Linked DNA regions of Mus musculus: region 2 is linked to region 1. Evidence: chromatin contacts called from public Hi-C data. All regions are on one chromosome and are shown on one strand. The core of a region is the stretch at or near the end of the contact, and the rest is flanking DNA. Distances in the headings are between cores, read along the strand shown.

The links. Hi-C and Micro-C count contacts between places; a contact is called where the count stands out from the background.
Region 2: a contact with region 1 is called in a Hi-C map of cerebellum, with 2.3 times the contacts expected there. The contact joins two enhancer-like sites. A contact is called at or near these places in 3 of 484 Hi-C or Micro-C datasets (cerebellum, cerebral cortex and cortical neurons).

What each region holds. Positions count from the first base shown.
Region 1 is chr13:58,637,395-58,640,727 of GRCm38.p6, reverse strand. No RefSeq gene overlaps it. Among named protein-coding and RNA genes, the nearest start is that of Slc28a3, 28 kb to the right of the region's middle. Within about 2 kb of position 1,572, at least 13 of the 459 cell types and tissues checked have an H3K27ac peak or open chromatin away from gene starts, as enhancers often do. A contact at or near this core is called in cerebellum, where this site is marked.
Region 2 is chr13:58,864,637-58,868,183 of GRCm38.p6, reverse strand. All of the region lies in intron 9 of Ntrk2 (neurotrophic tyrosine kinase, receptor, type 2), which reads right to left. Among named protein-coding and RNA genes, the nearest start is that of Ntrk2, 59 kb to the right of the region's middle. Within about 2 kb of position 1,818, at least 7 of the 459 cell types and tissues checked have an H3K27ac peak or open chromatin away from gene starts, as enhancers often do. A contact at or near this core is called in cerebellum, where this site is marked.

The DNA.
Region 1 (3,333 bases), core at 323-2,822:
GAGACTCCTGAGCCACTGTTGGGGCCAACCTGAAGGAGAACATCCGAGAAATACTCCCAAGAACCCACCCAGGACCTCCCTTTACCGAGTGAGACCCAGAGACCTTCCTTTGTCAGGCTGCTGCTGTGTAGGTAGACTAGCCTGTGGCCCGGGTTGAGGCCACAGTTGGGTGGGGGGGGATGGAAAACAATTTGTGTTCAACTGCGCCCTCCAGTGGCCACCGGCAGCTGCAGCGCTGCCAACAACATTTAAGATTCTCTCTCTCTCTCTCTCTCTCTCTCTCTCTCTCTCTCAAAATGAAAGCTCAGAATTATTCTAAAGAGAACACTAAACTGGAGAGAGGAGGCATGCAGACTGCAAGTTTTTAAAACCTCTCCTTTATGTTTAAAACATCTCAAAACGTTCACAGATCTATAAAGAAAGGAACCAGGGCTGGAGAGATGGCTCAGTGGTTAAGAGCACTGGCTGCTCTTTCAGAGGTCCTGAGTTCAAATCCCAGCACCGGCATTGTGACTCACGACCATCTGTAATGAGATCTAACGCCCTCTTCTGGGGTATCTGAAGACAGCTACAGTATACTTCCATATAATAAATAAACAAGGAAGGAAGGAAGGAAGGAAGGAAGGAAGGAAGGAAGGAAGGAAGGAAGGAAGGAAGGAAGGAAGGGAGAAGAAAGAAAAAGCACATAAATGTGCCATATACCCCAATATACATTCACACACCCTATACGCACATTTCAACGAAGACCCCCCCCCCAGAATTATCAGCAGTTTCAGAAATTACAACTGATGGACCATAGTTGTGAGCCCCCACGTGGCTGCTGGGATTTGAACTCGGAACCTTTGGAAGAGCAGTCAGTGCTCTTACTTGCTAAGCCATCTCGCCAGCCCCAGGCACTGTACTTTCTAATCGAAAGCACCTTTGAACTTCATTCTAGAAGGAGCCTACCTGCGCACTGCTAATGCCTGGCTTTTTACAATTTGACCTTCAATCTAGACGTCACCCAAATGATGGACTCCGTGCTTGTGAACCCTCCCCTGCTACAGAGAAGCAACAAAGGGGGAAAGACATCAACTCTATAATCTGAGACGCTGACTGCTCCTACAGGGTTCTGAGCACCCACGCCGCAGCTGGCAGGCAACCATCTGCAACTTCAGGGTTGTATCTGATGCCCTTTTCTGGTATACATGGGTACTGCATGCATGAGCTACAGATACAGGCAGGCAAAGCATTCATACACATAAAATAAAAATAAATCCTTTCTAAAAATAGTGAATGTGGCACCATTCATTTTTACATTAATTTGTTATGAGTGTGTATGTGCACACACACATGAGCGTGTGAGTGTGTGCGTGGATGACGTGGCACATCTGTGGAGGTCAAGGGACAACTGTCAGGGTCAGTGCTTTTATTCTATCATGTGCGTCTCAGGGGTAGAATTCAGGTCATCAGGCCAGGTGGCAATCTCACCAGTCCAATAACTCCATCTCTAATGCTCTGTTAAATTGTGTGCCGTGTCAGCAAGCAGAGCTGGCATGAGCCCATTAGGAAGAAAATTGGACTGTTCATAAGTATGCGCCATCTGCTGGAGCATCCATGAGCAGCCCACGACATGGACACAGTGAATAGGGCTGCAGAGACAGTAGTGGAACTGGGTCCACAAGAACTCCTTTCTGCTTTTCATTGCTGGAGGACCCTGGCCTAAGCCCAAGCACCAGAGAACTAATGAACATTTAGTCTCAATCTGCAGCCTCCCTAGGGGACCACAGCAGAGTCTGCGGAAACGGTATAATTGTCTTGTTCATTACTGGAAACAGTAACTAAGTATCCTTCAGGACTCTCCAGCTCAAGATCTATAAGGATTTCTATTGTTCTGCTTCTCAGGCTTGGTATTTGTTTGGTGCTTTAAAAAGAGAGAAACCTGTCTCCTGCTATGTTTAAATGCCCAATCCCATCAGGACACTTCTGCAGCTGCCTGCATTGGGAGAAATCAGGAAATGACATCAAAGTCTAGACATAAAACAAAACATAAAAAGACATCTTTGAGACAAGCCTGGAGAAATGTGAGCATGAGCAATAGGTAGATGGTGACAAGCCTCTATTTCCAGTTTCCAGTCAGCTTGGGTACCACAGCTCAGTCTAAGGAAACCACACACAGCCATCTTTATCCTGCCCAGGACTGGGGAGACATGAGCTTAGAGATCTCCACCCAGACTCCAGAGGGTGGAGTAACCTTTATCTGAAGTTTTTGGGACCAGCATGCTTTTCTTCCTTTCTTTCTTCCTTCCTTCCTTTCTTTCTTTCTTTCTTTCTTTCTTTCTTTCTTCCTTTCTGCGTTTAGAATGTTTGCATATACATCATGTGTATCTTGGGAATGTGGCTCAGGGGCACACAAAATTCATTTAAAGAAAAAAATATATATATATACACACACACATATGTATCCTAAAGATATATACTTTTTATATATACACTTTTTTTCTCCTTTGGAGACATGTTCTTCTCCCTGTGTATCTCTGGCTGATCTGGTATTCACAAAGATCCTCCTACATCTGCCTCCAGAGTATTGGAATTAAAAGTGTGCACCACCACTCCTGGCTGGGTGGCTGGTCTTGTCTCTGAGACTGCATAACCACATAGCATTATCATTGAGAAATTCACACTTGAGAACCACACAATCAAGTTATAATAAATAAATAAATAAATAAATAAATAAATAAATAAAATCTCATTAACATTTAAAGTAAGTTTGTTATTTGTGACTGTATTCATAACTGCCCTTGGGGAGCTACCTGCAAAAGATCAGAGCCTCATTCAGGTGGCTATGATTAATCCCCCCAGCTGTCCACAGTGCAGGTTACTTGCTTGGGCTCTGGGGCCTCACGCCCTTTCTGAGCATGCTTGCCCTGTTGATACAATTTTGCTTTTCCCTCCTGGGCTTTCACATAGTATGCAGTCCCCAAGAGCCCGGCTTCTCCCTCTGACTCTTGACTGTAAGGAGGAAAGAAGACAATCAGGAGCCAGAAGGTATCAGTTACAGCCATTATTTTCCACTCAGGGTCTTATTTTGCATCTTTGTCTAATATCCATAAATTGAAACTTGAGGGATGGTCCAAAAACATTCCCAGAAGAGGTTTCACTGTAGTGGAGTCCGGCGCCCTGCGTCAAACAAAGTGAAACACTGCCACCAAGTGGTCTTTTCGAGTCATCACAGGTCAGGCTTCTTCCCTTCCGGAGGCACCTGCCTCCTCCAGGAAAAGATAGAATTTGAAAAGCCGGGCGTGGTGGTGCACGCCCATCACTCGGGAGGCAGAGGCAGGCGGATTTCTGAGT
Region 2 (3,547 bases), core at 569-3,068, 230 kb before region 1:
AGGTTGTTGGTCCAGAGTGGCCTGGCATTCCCGACAGGAAAAGTTGTATTGAAGCCACAGAAGGCACACAGCTAGCACTCACACAGATGGCACACGGCTAGCACGCACTCCAGCAAAGCCCCAAAGTAATCTGCAGGTGGCTTTACCCCCAGGAGACAGCACTTAGGCGAGAGGCCAGCCAGTGGCAAAGAACAAAGCACTGTTTTGTTTTCTGGACACTACCAACCTAAAGTTCTTACCAACACCTCCATTCCACATTAAATAACCTCTCTGTCTATCTCTGTCTCTCTCTCTGTCTCTCTCTCTCTGTCTCTGTCTCTCTCTGTCTGTCTGTCTGTCTCTCTCTCTTTCTCACTCTCTCTCTCTCTCTCTCTCTCTCTCTCTCTTTCTCCTTTAGATTATCATTTCCCCCTTTGGGTTTCTGCTCTTGTTGTTTGCTTTGCTTTGCTTTGCTTTGTTTTTGAAGAAGGGTCTCACCCAGGCTGGCTTCACACTTGCGGTGACCCTACAACCTCCGGCTCTCAACACTAGAATTACAGGTGTGCACACCAGCACTCTCAGCTCAATCTTAACTTCCAGTATCAACCACGCCTCATGGGCAAATCTTTGCACTTCTGGAGATCAGCCTGAATAGATTATGATGACCTGTTAAGCTGCAAGAAGAGCTCCGTAGAGACACAGTCAGAGGGTAAGAGAATAACACAAGGCAAACAGAGGTGGCACGGACACAGTCATGGTTTGCCGCCAAGAGAAAAGCAATGGTGGGGGTGGGGAGACGTGTCTCTTTCTTTTTTTTTTTTTTTTTAAGCTCGCTAATGTCTTAATTTCTAAGATTGATTTATTTTACGTGTCTTACTGTTTGCCCTACATGCATGTCTGTGCACCTCACCCATGGTGCTTGAGGAGGTGAGAGGAGAGCCTCGTATCCCCTGAAACTGGCATGACAGATGGTTGTGAGCCACACTGTAGGTGCTGAGGACTGACCTGCTTGCTGAGCCATCCTCTAGCCTCCAACCCCTCAAATACTCCTCAAACTAGTCTTTTCCTTCAGTGTTATCTTGCAGATTCCAGGATCTTTAAAACGATCCCAAAGAAACCCTTGCAGTAGGAAGAGCAAATTGCATATTCCTTCTTCTCTAGTGGACAGTCCTGGCTTTGGATCAGCATGCTTCTGACATGTGGCCAGCAGCCTCTGCTGGCCAGGCTGCCCCCTCGGAGGGGGACGAGGAGACTAAGCCCAGAGTCTGACAGCCACCAATTTGCTGAGAGCTTTGAGTCTCTTCTTTCCTGTTAGAATGGAGTCTTCCCAAGGATGAGCGAGGAAGGTGTAACCAATTAACCTTAGTACTCTGGAGATTAGAAGAACTGTAAGGATGAATCTTAATTACTCTGGTTATCTAAGGCTTGTGCCCAAACCATCTTCTCCTTGGTTTCTCAAGGCAAGAAAGAATCTATGGCTCTGTAGTTTTAGCCCCAGGACAAGGAACAGGTCCTGGTGATTGAAACAGCATGGGCTTCACATTCTACTCTTCTGTGGAACTCCAGGAGAAATTTACTCTCGCTGTGTTCCTTGACTTGAACACTCCGTCCCTAGATCTGCTACTTTGGGGCCTTTCTAAGTGCAGCAGAGAGAGCGCCAGTTCACCCCACATCATGAATCTTTTGACAAAACAGCACTGGGAGAAACTGTGGGAAAACACTTCCGATATTTATAGTTTGTCCCTGACGCGAGTTTTTGCATAGGAGACAACTGCTTCTGAATAAGGGAGCAGAAGTCACCAACTCCCACTGCTGTGTGAATGAGCATCCTGGAGCTGTGACAGTCTTCCTGGATGAGTGGGCCAGAGAGACACTCTCTGCAACGCCTAAAGAATCACAAGCTTCAAAATAAGAGTGTCATCATCGAGTTCTTGTCGGTCTGCTCCAAGGCGGACATATTGAATTGCTGGTGTGCTGACGTGGATGGGACCATCTGACCCCAGTCAGAGTGCTCACGCTTAAGAAACATCTGGCCCTTAGAGTTCTCCAAATTTGCTCTATTTGGTCAGAAGCTAGTCATGACAGGTCCAAATCCCTGCCTTGTGGCAAAAAACTAGTTTATTTTTCAGCTCTTAGTGATCATTTCAGGGCCTCCCTGAAAAAGAAGCCCATGCTTGCTTCTGGTCTCACGACTGTCACCATGAACATCTGCCTGCTTGTGGAGAGCTTTTCTGCATGTAGGATTGAATTCCAGCAAGAGCCACTGGGGGATCTAGTTCATCTTTATTTCAGGCCTGTAAGCTGAATAGGATACACCACAGCCACTGGAGACCCCTCTGCTGACCCCGTGCTGTAGATGTGTGTGTATGTGGCCATGGTCTCCATCTCCTTCCCTTTCTAAAACCTTTATAACCATCTACCAAATCCATTCTACTTGTTGCCAAACCCAAGAAGAATGCCTGTCAGAGCACGGTCTAGTCTGCACTTTAATTGTTACTACGATCTGCTATCCTTGAGGACCTAGTGGAGTGCTCTGGAAGAATGTTTGAATAGTTCCTCTAATCGATCCTTACAAAACATCCTCTCCACTCAAAGAGTGGTCCATGAACCAGCCATGTCAGGAGCTCACTAGCTACTTAGGATCATGGGCCTCTTCCCGAATCCTTTACCTCGCACCCACAGTTCAGCAGGGCCCTCAAAGGTTTAGTGCACAAAGGAAGGATAAGGAAATCCTGGTTTACACCTTGCAACATTTTACTGGAGTCAAAAGTGGGAATCACGCACAAGAATTCTTCAATAAAACAAAGCAATCACTAGGTACCCAAATACTGAGAGCAAAATATCTCTGCATATTTTGCTGCAAATGATAATACAAAACCATGAGGTTGGTTCTGCTTACAATGACATGTCTGTGACATATGACATCTACCTGTGCGCCACTCCAAAAAGGAGTAGAGAAAGGGAACAACTTTAGACATCAGAAGGAGTTCATCCTCACCCACCCTTTCTAAGAAATACACAATGGCTATATGACCTCCTTAAAGGGAAGATTCTAGAAAGCTTACATAGGGAAGCGAGGTTCACTTCTGAAAGGCTGGATCCAAGATGGCAGAGTGCAGTGCCTGGAGCCTGGGAAAGGGTTTTTCTCCCTTTCCTAAACCAGCCCAGGTCTCCAGAAGCTAATATCTGTGGAAGGCACTAGTCTTGTGGACGCCTAAGGATCAGATAGCAGTTATCACTCCACACATCACCCTGGGTGGGTCCCTGGAGTCAGTGACCATGGTCTAAAGACATTGTATGGGGACCTTGGGTTGTTGGGTCTCTCTGGTTCCGACCTCACGCCCTCAGATCTTATACGTGGTGCACTGGGCCAGAGTGCCATAGCTGTTCCTCCAGCTGTCCCTCCCTGCTCTGGAAAAAGCAGTGTCTGACACCGGGCAATGGTTTCTCATGTTCAGAACTTGGGATAAGAACACAGACTGCCCAGGTGGTCTGATTCAAGCTTTGCAAATCATTAGTACAGAGAATTTTGGGCTGTTTTTGTTTGTATTTTGACTTCTCTCGGTCT